4 separate regions of the Mus musculus genome follow, and all the other regions are linked to region 4. A link is a contact called in public Hi-C and promoter capture Hi-C data. All regions are on one chromosome and are shown on one strand. The core of a region is the stretch at or near the end of the contact, and the rest is flanking DNA. Distances in the headings are between cores, read along the strand shown. Region 1 overlaps Hdac9 (histone deacetylase 9). Region 2 holds the start of Nampt (nicotinamide phosphoribosyltransferase). Region 3 overlaps Hdac9 (histone deacetylase 9). Region 4 holds the start of Twistnb (twist basic helix-loop-helix transcription factor 1 neighbor).

Evidence for each region. Promoter capture Hi-C pulls out the DNA fragments that hold promoters and counts their contacts. A called contact is a pair of places that touch in the nucleus more often than the background predicts.
Region 1: a contact with region 4 is called in a promoter capture Hi-C map of frontonasal cranial neural crest, with 9 times the contacts expected there. The contact joins the enhancer-like site here to the promoter of Twistnb in region 4. A contact is called at or near these places in 9 of 39 promoter capture datasets (the 3T3-L1 cell line, cranial neural crest, frontonasal cranial neural crest and 5 more).
Region 2: a Hi-C map of CD8 T cells shows a contact between it and region 4, with 2.3 times the contacts expected there. The contact joins the promoter of Nampt here to the promoter of Twistnb in region 4. A contact is called at or near these places in 7 of 39 promoter capture datasets (hematopoietic stem and progenitor cells, hippocampal neurons, liver and 3 more), 16 of 484 Hi-C or Micro-C datasets (CD4 T cells, CD8 T cells, the G1E-ER4 cell line and 8 more), 7 of 115 datasets of contacts at active chromatin or transcription factors (astrocytes, embryonic stem cells, epiblast stem cells and 4 more) and 2 of 9 other capture datasets (adipose tissue and liver).
Region 3: a contact with region 4 is called in a promoter capture Hi-C map of maxillary cranial neural crest, with 10 times the contacts expected there. The contact joins the enhancer-like site here to the promoter of Twistnb in region 4. A contact is called at or near these places in 9 of 39 promoter capture datasets (the 3T3-L1 cell line, the C10 cell line, the HPC-7 cell line and 6 more), 1 of 115 datasets of contacts at active chromatin or transcription factors (the 230-238 cell line) and 1 of 9 other capture datasets (adipose tissue).

What each region holds. Positions count from the first base shown.
Region 1 is chr12:34,201,064-34,204,247 of GRCm38.p6, forward strand. All of the region lies in intron 23 of Hdac9 (histone deacetylase 9), which reads right to left. Among named protein-coding and RNA genes, the nearest start is that of Gm51984, 12 kb to the right of the region's middle. Within about 2 kb of position 1,743, at least 11 of the 459 cell types and tissues checked have an H3K27ac peak or open chromatin away from gene starts, as enhancers often do.
Region 2 is chr12:32,818,630-32,821,618 of GRCm38.p6, forward strand. It overlaps Nampt (nicotinamide phosphoribosyltransferase), which reads left to right and starts at 1,706. Exons shown (of 11, transcript NM_021524.2): 1 at 1,706-1,997. The coding sequence starts at 1,941.
Region 3 is chr12:34,382,405-34,385,210 of GRCm38.p6, forward strand. All of the region lies in intron 13 of Hdac9 (histone deacetylase 9), which reads right to left. Among named protein-coding and RNA genes, the nearest start is that of Gm51984, 170 kb to the left of the region's middle. Within about 2 kb of position 1,352, at least 4 of the 459 cell types and tissues checked have an H3K27ac peak or open chromatin away from gene starts, as enhancers often do.
Region 4 is chr12:33,428,349-33,431,351 of GRCm38.p6, forward strand. It overlaps Twistnb (twist basic helix-loop-helix transcription factor 1 neighbor), which reads left to right and starts at 1,276. Exons shown (of 4, transcript NM_172253.2): 1 at 1,276-1,560. The coding sequence starts at 1,307.

The DNA.
Region 1 (3,184 bases), core at 493-2,992, 770 kb after region 4:
TAGAATCACTGAATTCAAAATACTCCTGGGCCTAATGTGTGCTGGGAAAAAAAATCTGAGATGAAGTTTCCTGGCAAACAGACTATGAAGAATCCGAAGACAATAAGGCCTATCTCTCCCACTCAGATATACACTGAAACACAAAAGGGCCTGGTAAACACTCCGAGAAACTCACATACTTCATTGCCTCCCATGATCCCAGGGCCACGTGCAGAGAAGTGTATGTGACTGGAAACAAAATCCCCTACAACAGAGGCAGACAGAGCAGATGACCACAGACAGACACCGTTCTCGTCTCCTGGCTGGGGCACAGCCATCCTCAAGTATGGCTCTTACAGCCAATCCAGTCACCTTTTATTAGAGGAAAATAAAAAAAGGAGAATTTTGTTTGTTGTTGTTGTTGCTCTTTTTGAAGTATTACAAGAAGAAATTTCAGCTCATTAGCTGCATCCAGTGTGCATTAAACACACCCATGAAAAGGAACTATTCCGCTGAACAGCTCTGCCTCTGTTGTTCTTAAAGTGACACTTTGGTCCTACTCTAAATAATGGGCTTTTAATAAAAACATTCACCAAAGGCAAACAATTAAACAATACATAAAGCACCAGGGGGCAGCCTTGTGGTTCAGTTACAGTTAGAAGTCCTTCCCAAGGAGAGCATGCAGACATTTTATAAGACAATACACTTCACCAAAGATTACGAGAGAAGAAAATTTCAGGTTGCATCTCGTGAGCCCTTCTTGATCCAGGATTTTGTGTTTGCCCTTGACCATAGCATGAAGCCTTTCCTACCTTGTAGCTTCCCAAGCCTATTGACCCTATTGGGTCTTACATGCTCTTCTACAACAAAGACAAGATATTGAAAGCGGTACTGCAAATTAAGGAGCAATGGCTTATCATATAATTGTTTAATTTTACATTTTCAAAAAAACAAAAAAAAACCCTCAACAGAATGGAATATATTCGCATACCTTGGGCAGAGTTTAGTTCTCTGTAGAAATTAATGTGCTGCATAAAGAGGTTGATACGACTCACCCTCATCTTTTCCACCTGCTGGGTCACCGAGCGTAATTATATTTGCTGGAGAGATGTTATATTTCTGAAATGATATTTTTACTGTAGAATTTCTGAACACCCAAAAGGTTAAAGTGACAGAAATGTGTCTGGGGTAGGGACTGGCAAGCATTAAGTCAGACTGGAGCAGCAGAGCATCTAAAAGACAGTGTCTAAAACTGGAGGTACAGAGGAGAGAACATATTTCAACTTACACTCATCTTATTCCATATCAGGTTTTGAACAAGCCACATTTTAATTTTTTTGCGTTTGGCTCCTGTTTCATTAAAAGTGTTCATTTGTTTCTCAAATTCAGTCTACATCGGTAACTTCAATACTGCTATTATTTCATGAATGTGTGACCCAGCCAAAAATTCACATCCTAAGGAATCCAACATTTTGATTTTAAGTGCAATAAGGCATATCCCTTTATCACAGAAGATAATATATGAATGTGTTTTAAAAGTAAAATGTCCTCAATTTGAGATGTGGATAGATTTAAAATTCTGCTGAGCTTCAAGACAGACTCAATCATTAATCTCTCTTCATGGTTCCTGTATTATGAAATATGAGCCACTATGGTAGGAATGCTTTTTACCATCTTCCTCTTGCAGTTCATACACACACTGTCTTCCATGTGGCTTTCCATCAATCTGTTCCTCTGAATGCGTTTAGACAACCAGCACCCACTTCTGCTGTGCCCACAAGAAAGATGGGCAGATTTCTACCAGATACAAGGCTAAGCTTTTGCCTTCCCGAGGGGTGCCAGAGGAGTTTAAATGCCTACGTAAATGAGAACAGATGTTGATTTGCAAGTTTCATCCATAACATCAAATCATGGGGATAAAAGTTGGAAAACTGAGTCCACCATCCAGGTGTTTGTGCCCCACAAATATTGGAACTGTCCCTGAAAATGCTGCCACTACATCATGTGCGTCTCTCAAACCTGCCTGCCCTTCAGGCTCCTGGAGAAGACGAAATTTCAGGAGTATGATTTCCCCACTGGAGGAAGTCAATGAATAAATTCCCCATAGTAAATCATAATATTTATTTAGTTCTCACAAAAGGACTACAAATTTATACTCATGGTATATTGTAATGCTCTGTTTTTCCCATGTTAGTTATCATCCCAATATATCTAGTTTTGGCAAGCTTTAGATGTAAAATCATGGAATGAGAAAAGAACTTTTTTTTTTTTTTTAAACAGCCACACTAAGAATCAAAGACATTGTACTGTGGGAGCTGTTGGCTGAGTGAGTTTAGTTTAGGCCAGACCAGAGCTTTCCCTTGGCTGTAAATGCAGCAAAGTCTTCAAATAGTCAATAGAACTTTGAAAGCAAAACAAGGCGAAACAAGACAAAACAATGGTGAAACATCATCATTTCTACAATATATTAATCTTTCATTCTGGTTATATCACAGATACTGCATAACAGTAAAATCATTTAACCTGTCAGTCCAATGAATCTGCTATTTCTAGCCTGGAAAAACCTTCACAATAATGTTTTACAGACTGGATTTCTAGTCCCGGTGTCTCAGGGATCCTCATACAAATTGGGAGGATTTTATACAAGATGTGAGCTTTGTAATTCAGTTTTCATGTTAAAAATGAAAACATATCATTGTTAAGCACACAACTGACCTGTCTTATAAAAAAATGGTTAAAGAAACATGGTAGTTAAATATAGCCATTCTTTTAACTACCCCTTATTACTTGGAAAATTGTTTAATTATTGTACAAATTCCTGAAAATTTTAGGCTTTAGAACTCATTTAGGGAAAGAAAAATATTTTCTCTAATTTTTAATAGTATATCTGACCCTTTAAAATAAATTTTAAAAGTAAATGATAGCATTTGAATTCCTTTAAGAAGTTGTCCACTAAAGACACCATTCATTTCCAACTTTAGGACAGCAAGATATTTTCTGGTCTCTGTTAACTTGAGCTCCATACTGTCTAATAATATCATATCTCTTTGATGCTCAGCTCGAAATCAAGTTTGCAAGCTTTGAGAGGAAGACAGGTGTGCATAAGATCAATTTTCTCTCAGGGTCAAAGAGCAGAAATTCTAAGGGTATCAAGAGACACACACCTATAGAAATTGTAATTTTTTGATGAAAATTGGTACAATAT
Region 2 (2,989 bases), core at 456-2,955, 610 kb before region 4:
AGCTCCTTGGGTAATTTCTCTAGCTCCTCCATTGGGGGCCGTGTGACCCATCCAATAGCTGACTGTGAGCATCCACTTCTGTGTTTGCTAGGCCCCGGCATAGTCTCACAAGAGACAGCTATATCTGAGACCCCAACTCTTAAAAGTTGATCTGCTTCCTTCTAGTCAGTCCACACTAGCATATAGCCCTTTGCGGGAGAGGGGCTTTTAAGAACTCTAAGAACTTCAATAGTCACCTTTTCCTCTAAAGATTGCTGTGGGATTAAGCCAGTAATATTCCTGCAGACCCTACTCTTGAACTTATCTAGCAATGTCAGTATGCTTACAATGTTAGCATTTTTACATTTTGGGCTTTTTCATTTTTATACAGGGAAAAAAACTGAAAGATTGCAAGATCAAATTTTGTTTTTAGAAAACACTACCGTGAACAAAGACTACTTTGTAATTAGAATCTTATCCCCACCCCCACCTCCACCCCCCACCCACCCCCCACCCCCCGCATAAAACAGCCTAAAATGGCGGTCAATTGTAGATGAATGGATGCTGTAGCTGAGCTCTTGGATCCTTTGAAAGCTGTTTGACTTTTCCTGGAGAAAAGTCTCAACAGTCCTTTGTGTCTTAAGGGGAAGGTTAAATTGAACCCTCTCAGACGATGAAGGGACAAGACCAAACTGAATCTAACATTGTTGAGAAGTCAAAGGCAAAAGGAAGCTACTAACTTGATGCAGTCTGTGCCAGTTTAGTTATACCGATTTCCCCCTGCTACTTGTATTCCATAAAAACAAAACAACAACAAAGCCTAAATCTTAGAATTCTTAAATGCTATTAAACATGCAAAGGGAATTTTAGTTCTATGCAAAACAAATTTGCAACTCTGTATGTGAAAACTGAACAAGAGGACAGGCTCATGGAAGTTGGGTGACGTCATCAGACGTCACTTCGCTTATTTGGGAGGTTACTAGCTCTTTCCCCCACGATTTAATGATTTAAAGGAAAACAAAAAACCAAAAAACAGATCCACTGTATAAGACTTGGCTGTATGCCTTTTACTTCCCAACAATATTAGATTCAATTTGGTCTTGTCCCTACATTGTCTGAGAGGGTTGAATTTAACCTTTCCCTAAGACGCAAAGGCTTTTCTCCAGGAAAAGTCAGCCTTCAAAGGATCAAAGAGCTCAGCTACAGACTGAGCGCGGAGAAAAGCAAGTCCACGCGCCAGGGCAACTCAGACCGCAAGCAGCTCCTCTGATTTTAAAGGAAAATCTAGAGGATCGGAATCCACAAGACGGATGGGGACCAAAGATTCCATCCATCGTCCAAGCGGGAGACAAAGGTAATTCAGCGCGTGCGGGAACAGGGAGACGACAGTGGGTGGCTCCTTGGCCTTAGCTGGTGGCGTGACTCCAACAAGACTCTCAGGACGAGCAGGGACTGGGTAGGACAAGAGGAAGGTCCGGGTTGGGGCGGGCAAAGAGACTCCCGGCAGGAGGGGCGAGGCTGGGAACGCCAAGCCACGCCCCTGCATCAGACCACGCCCCTCAGAGGCAGGCGCCCAGGTCACGCGCTGGGGTGACGGTCGGCTTTAGGCCCGGGGCGGGCGCAGCTGAGGCAGAGCGCGTGCCTCACGTCCTCCTCAGTCCCCCCCGCCCCTGCGCTGCGCACGCGCAGCCGTGCCCCGCCCCTTGTCCCCGGGATGGGCGGGGCGCGGAGCCGCCGGGAAAGCCGCCGGAGCGCGCTGGGCAGGGGAGCGCGCTAGCCTCCACCGCCGCGTCACGGACCTGCCCGCCCTCCCGGCCCCTCCCCGCGCTCCGTTCCCTGCTCTCCCGCCCCCCTGCGAGCGAGCGGTGACTTAAGCAACGGAGCGCAGCGAAGCCCATTTTTCTCCTTGCTCGCAGCCGCGCCGGGCAGCTCGTGGCGCGGCGTCTCCGCTCCGGCCCGAGATGAATGCTGCGGCAGAAGCCGAGTTCAACATCCTGCTGGCCACCGACTCGTACAAGGTGGAGTTGCGATGGGGGGGGGGGGGGGTCTCCGGGCCCGGGGCGGCGGGAGCCGGCGCGGCGGGATGGGGCAGGTGGAGGAGCCGCAACGCGGTGGCTGAAGGATGGAGGCGCGGGCCGGAGGCGGGGCCTACGCCGCGGCGGGGGCGCGGCCGGAGGCTCGGCGGGATGGGCGCACGCTGCAGCTACCGTAGCCGCCGGCGGCCTTGGCTCTGGGACAGGGAGGACTGGATGAGACCGTGGGACGATCGGGCCGGTTAGGTAACAGCCCCTGGCTCGGCAGGTACGGTCCTGCCCCGGGGAGCTCGGGGAGAGGTCCTGGCGGTGTGCCCCTCACCCAGCCAGTGGTCCCAGCGCGGAGGATAACCCGGCCCCGGGAGCCGCGTCTGATTCAGCTGTCCCACTCGGTGGGGTTGCATTTCCAACTCCCTTGCACCTAGGGATCATTCACGTGCCTGCCCCCTGGTTGCAGAGGCCAGTGTGCTCTGGCTCTCCAGGATCAACTACGTGATTTCTGTGAAATGGAAAGTGAAACACCAAGAGTTAAAGGAACTGGAGTTATAACCCTGGAGAATTTGTGGGGAGAGTAAAATGGCACATTGCTTTAAGGTGCCTATTGAGTTGACTCTTGCACTAATTCCATTTGATATGCACCTTAGCCAAGAGAGGAATGATGAAGAAATGCCCGCCCGCCCCCCCCCCCCATACACACTGTGAAATGAACTGCACTGATCTTCAGTTAAGTTTGTTAGCCAAGACGCTTAAAAGATAAAATGTCAGACTAGTAGGACCCTCGCGAGAACAGATTAAATTTTAGCTTTCAAGTTTAGTATTTACTTGAACATCGTGATGGTTTTGAGTAGCGATTTAGGCGTAGTACTCTCGTGGTTTTGTTTTGGTTCTTTGCTTTTTACTTTTTGTAGCCCTGTAATCTGAATGTTTCAGAGTCCCATTTGCTTACATACTAGTTTGTCCTTTTTTTTTTTTTTTTT
Region 3 (2,806 bases), core at 102-2,601, 950 kb after region 4:
GGCCTGGAATCAACATCAGTCAAGCTAGTCCCATGGTTGTGTTCCCCAGACAATTCCCTTTACCCTGTGCTCTGACCTCATAGTCCTATTAGGCTATTTTATTTTTCATTCAGTAAAAGTGCCTCTGAGGAGATTAAAAGTGCAGATTGAAAAATAAAGGTTGAGGCCCTCCCTTGAGCCTGCAGTGAGGAAAGCATCAGTGGAGAACTTATGAAGAGTAGACATTAATCCACTGGAAGGGTCATTTAGCTCCATTTCCAAACCCAAGATTTCATCATATCTAATAATAAAGCAACAAGCATTTTTCTGTATGTTAGAAACCATCAAGTTGTAATTACATATTGAAATGCTTTTATTCAAAATTTTGCATGGTGATGTCAGCTGGTTTTGTAGCATAAGTGTTTTTTTTTAAAGCACACTACATACCTATAAGGATCTATTTTTATTGGCCTAATTATGACAAAACAGAATCTATTTAAGAGAAAAGTCAAAGTTTCTTTTATAAACTTCAATTGGTAGATAAATAAGCGAGGGGGCTTTTTACTGTAATAAAAACTGCCTTCAATGTGTGCGAATTTTTTGAAGATACAACCCGTCTAATGGGCAAAATGTAATCCTAAATTGGTGATTAAAAGACTCTGCCTAGAAACAAGCTGTCAGCTGGCTCGAGAGAAATGAACCCTGACAAGAGTAATGCCTACTTTCCTAAATGAAAGCGCTGTTCAAGTTCTGCTCATCAGGTTTTTAAGACTTAAAACAAGGCATTTTCCATCCACCCAGAGAGGAGATGCCAGCATTTGCATTTCTGTAGAACAGGATGAAGTCAGTCAACTTTCAGCCTTGGGCTTGTGCAGAACTCCTGTAAGAAGAAAGTCTGTCCAACATAAAACATGATCATGTGGCAGCATGCATTCAAGAAGGAAGCACAATGTGACCCAGCTGCAGCTGAACTTGGCACCACACACATGTATTATGAGCCGTCTGCAAGCCGTGCTCCAACAAGACACCCTCGAGTCCCACCACCAAGGCCATATATGAGGACTGGCAAGCGTGTGAGTACCTGAATGGAAGGCAATGTGCAGGAGGCTAGACACAGTGTGGGGAAATAAGGTTTCTTCATCCTGGCAAATCTACAGCAACACAAAATATCACAGGGTAACCTTGCTTTTGAAAATATTTGTCTGTTTTGCTCTGAAATGTGAGATCTGTAGCTTTGTGATATAAAACCATCTGCTTAGTGACAGGAACCCGACTAAGATCACTCACACAACAGTGGAGAACTGACTCTAGTTCTGTGGACAGGAAGCAATGACAACTTGCTCAACTCAATGAAATTGTTGGAAAATTAATATTCTTGGTGGTTGTTGAAAGGATAATGCATAGAAAGACGCTGGCATGGAGAGTTTGGCTCATACTAGACACTGTATGTAAAAGAGAGCTGGTCTATTTACATATTAAGCTTATTAAGCTAGGGGAACAGACAATGGGGAGATGCACACCACAGAAAAGAAAGCAGAAGTTATCCCAGGAATGATAGATTCAAAACCCAGGTCTGAGATGGGTACAGGCCTTAAATTATGCTTCAAATTTTAATCTCATAAGTAATCAGAGACAGTATTATGCTTGTTATAATAAACCTAATATGAAGAACAGATTTGCTTATGAATATGAGCTATGGTTTCATAAACTGATATTTTAAGATATAGATGTCTATAGGATTGGTGATCTTCAAAATAGTTTTGGTAAAATGCATGCTGTTTCCAATAGTGCAAACAGTAATCCTATATTAACACTCAATTCAGGAAGGAAATACACACATGTCACATTTGCATGTGACCACTAAGATGAAAGAATGTACTCTCCGGTTGCTGAGGATAACTAGGGACAGGCAATGGTCATAAAACATTAGGGAACATGGGGGATATGTAACACTGATTAATACAATTACAATAAAAGGAATGAATGGAACATATGCTACTTGAATTGAGGGTCACAGTCTCTCCCAAAATGCTAAGGAAATTCCTTGTTCAGCTTTTAGAGTTGAACACAATCATATTTTGCCTTACTTGTCAAAAGAGAACATCTACCTGCTTTAATAAAGCAACACAGAACATCTGTTTGGCCTTCAATTTATTGGTCTTGTCTTGGACATATCTTTATTATGATAAAATAGTACTCATGTCAAAATGCCTAAGTATCATGGTAATAAATAAATAATAAATGCTTATATCTAGGCTGAACCTTGACATACATAAGATATCATCTCTTGAATTATATTTGTTTTTAAAAATGTGTTGGCTGATATCCAGCCAAAAGGAATGAGTAAGACATTTATCATAGAGCCAGAAAAAAGAAAAAAAAAAGAAAAAGAAAAAAGTGAAAGAACAGTAAAAAAAGAAAGAAAGAAAGAAAAGGTTCTAGACACAAAATAATCAAAGGAGGTAACTAATCAAATCTCAAATGTTATTTCCTTTAAAAAGTTCAATTTCCATCCTCTCAGCCTTTGTTCTGATGTTCAGTACAAAGTATTACTATGTGAGTCGCCCTCTCTTCCTCCTTGGAAGACACTGGATGAGGAAGATTGGCTTTAAGGAAGTGTCTACCCAAAGTGAGAATTCAGTGGTGGTCTGCTTAGTATAATGGGAAAGGCATGTGAGTTCAAATATATATTAAACTTCAGATGACATAGATTTCATGGGATGAATATTTAAAAGGCAAATGTTAGAGAATATATGATAATTTTCAGTTAAATCAGAAACTCTTGGGCACAAGTCAATGATATTTTATTAAAACTACAACAAAATGT
Region 4 (3,003 bases), core at 26-2,525:
TAAACTCTGATATTCAGAGCCAGCAATATACAGCTGTCTTAGTCTTTGGCATTGGAATCTGAAGGATGGTAACAATGCTATTCTGCGGTGGGCTCCTCTTGCTTCCCTTCATCAGGTAGCCAAGGTAGGTAGTTTTTTATGAAGCTGGGCTTTTTAAACCAACATTTTGCAGCCCAAGATGTGCACAGTTCCTGCACCCAAGGCTTAGAGATCATAGTTGAAGAAGGTGGAGGGTTGTAAGAGCTAGAGGAACAGTTTGGGTTGTTAGGACATCACGGTCCAAATGAAGGTTTCTTTTTTATCCCTTGGGCAATACAAACCCTTGTGCTGATATGGTTGATGTCTGGGTATACAAAAGAAGGTCAAAGCTGGTAGCTGGGCTTAGCCATTTGAAAAACATGTCACAACACTCTCACTGTGATATAGCAGAAGGCAGAGGGACCCTAGATTGGAGAGGTATGGTGTTAGCAGTTCAGATGTTGCCTTTGCAATTTGTGGCCTGCTGCGGTGTATGATTGGGTTCAGCAGTGAAAATCTCCACGAATGTTTCTGATTCCTTATTGAACAGCTCAGGCGCATAACAATGTATCAGGCCTCATTGCAGCTGGAACCGGGCACTCCTATCAATAGCCATGCTGAATCCAATAAAGACAATACTCAGTTGGGAGTAGTGGCTCGTGCTTTTTATCCCAGCTCTCTTGTGGCAGAGGCAGGCAAATATCTAAATGTTAGAACCAAACCAGCTTGGTCTACATAGCGAGTTTCAAGTCACCCAAGGCTACATGGAGAGATACTGTCTAAAAACAAAACAAAAACAGAAAACCAAAAGAATTAAAACAAAACAAAACAAAACAAAACAAAAGCTCAAACCATTAATTCACTAGGCCTTGACCCAGTATTGAAAGAAACTGGGAGCTTAAAAAACAAAACAAAACAAAACAAGCTATTTTGGGCCTCTGCCTTTTTATACTTAGGTGCCCAGATCAATAAATTCAATAAATTCAAGCTTCGCTCCATAACTGAGCATACTTTGAAGTGATGAACATCTGCCTATAGATATCAGAGAACCGCCTCTGGATATCACACATGCTCTATAGGTACACGGCCTCAGAGGTTTATCTGGACTCGGGAAAGAGCAGCAGCCCTCTGCTGGTCAAACCTCTATAATGCAGCTTTAGAAGATTAAAAATCCCCAGGCCGCGGTCGGTCGCCTTTTGATGATGTCAGCCATCATCAACACTCAGAGGTGAGGCGGGAGGAATGCTTGCGTCATCCGTGCGCGCCCCGAAGCACCCAGCCAAGCCTCATGGCTGCGGGATCTGTGGAGTCTCAGCGGTCCCAGGCGGCCTCCGAGAGGCCCGTGGCGGGTCAGGCCGGGGTCCTGCCTTGCCTGGAGTTGCCGAGCTACGCGGCGGCGTGCGCGCTGGTGGGCAGCCGCTATTCGTGCTTGGTGGCTGCCCCGCACCGCAGGCACATCGCCCTGTCGCCCCGCTACCTGAGCAGGAAGCGCACGGGCATCCGCGAGCAGCTGGACGCCGAGCTCCTGCGCTACTCCGAGAGGTAAGATGTCGCCGCGTCCTCCCGGGAGCCCCGTCTCTGCTGGCCAACGGGCCCTCAGCTCCGTAACCCCACGGCGCCGCGGAAGTAAAGTCGCACGAGCTTCGTGAACCTTAGCCCCGGCGTCTACCGTCGCCTTCGGCGCCGCTGGCCTGGATGCAGTGGCCCGGTTCCTGGGGATGAAACTGGCTGGTGTGGTGTGAGTGGCGGCTGCTGCAGTGCTAAAAGCACTCCCCGTGTGGAGACTAGAGGTGCCCGGTGTCTAGAAACCCACCAGGCTGAGCTTTGGGTATTAAACGTTTCGTTTAATCACTTCCGGGTGTGTTCTCACCTAATAATGAAAATTTGCTGTCAGTATTATTCTCCTAATGTGGAAGCCGGTTCATTGCAAAACATAGGCAGGTTTGTTTGTAATTTCATTGTTCCCCGTCCCCCCGGGGGGCGCTAATTGGGGATGAACGACGAGCCTAATTTTTTGTAGGAATAGAAAGTTCACACACACACACACACACACACACACACACACACACACACCAGTGCATTTATATTAAGCACTAGTAAGAATACCTTGAAAAAGAAAATCTCAGAATTTCAATGGGAAATGATATGCCATAACACTTCACAACTAATTTGGCGGGAATGGGGGCAAGGTTCAGAGATACCTGAGATGACATCGATGTCTTTAGTAATTCAATGACACTTCAGAAATTGCAGGGATTGTTTTGGGGCAAATTATCCAAAGCAGTTACCACTCTCGAGGACTTTGGCAGTCAGCCCCATTAACCATCCAAGGTGGTCACTAAGCATGGAAACATAGTTATGTTAAGTAGTCTAACCAGCTTTTCATTCATTGGGGAAAAGTTATTTAAAGATGCATAATAGGAGCCACACTACAGACGAGAATCGGATCATTTCTGTAACAGAATTGGATAATGCAGCCATGTAGAATAGAATACACTGTTTAATTGAGCTGGACACCTCTCCTTGTTACTGTGCTAAAGGTATGCTAAAAGAAGCCTATTTTTTCCAATGCAAATTAGGTTTCAGTATTACTTGAGTATTAGTTAAGAGTAATAAAAAGTCAATAAAACATTGAAAATATTGGGAATTGTATTGTCATATTAATTGTCCTGTATTATTTGTACCATTTATCCTGTATAGTTTATGTTTTTAGGCTTGTGGGCAATACTGAAGGAAGCATCAGTAGGTCTGTCTTCTTTTTGTTTAAATAATAATAATAATAAAAAATAGAATTGAGACTGCAGTGTTAATGCTAAGTCTTCTCGGAAGCATTTCCTACTAGACAGACAGTGTGTTGCCTTTCTTTCTCCGTGGCAGGACTTTATTTTACAAAAAGTATCCCATTACAACTTTGGACTGTTTTCTTAGAGAAAGTAAGTAGTTTTCTGAAATCACATTGTATCTTATAAGTTGAACTTTTTTTGT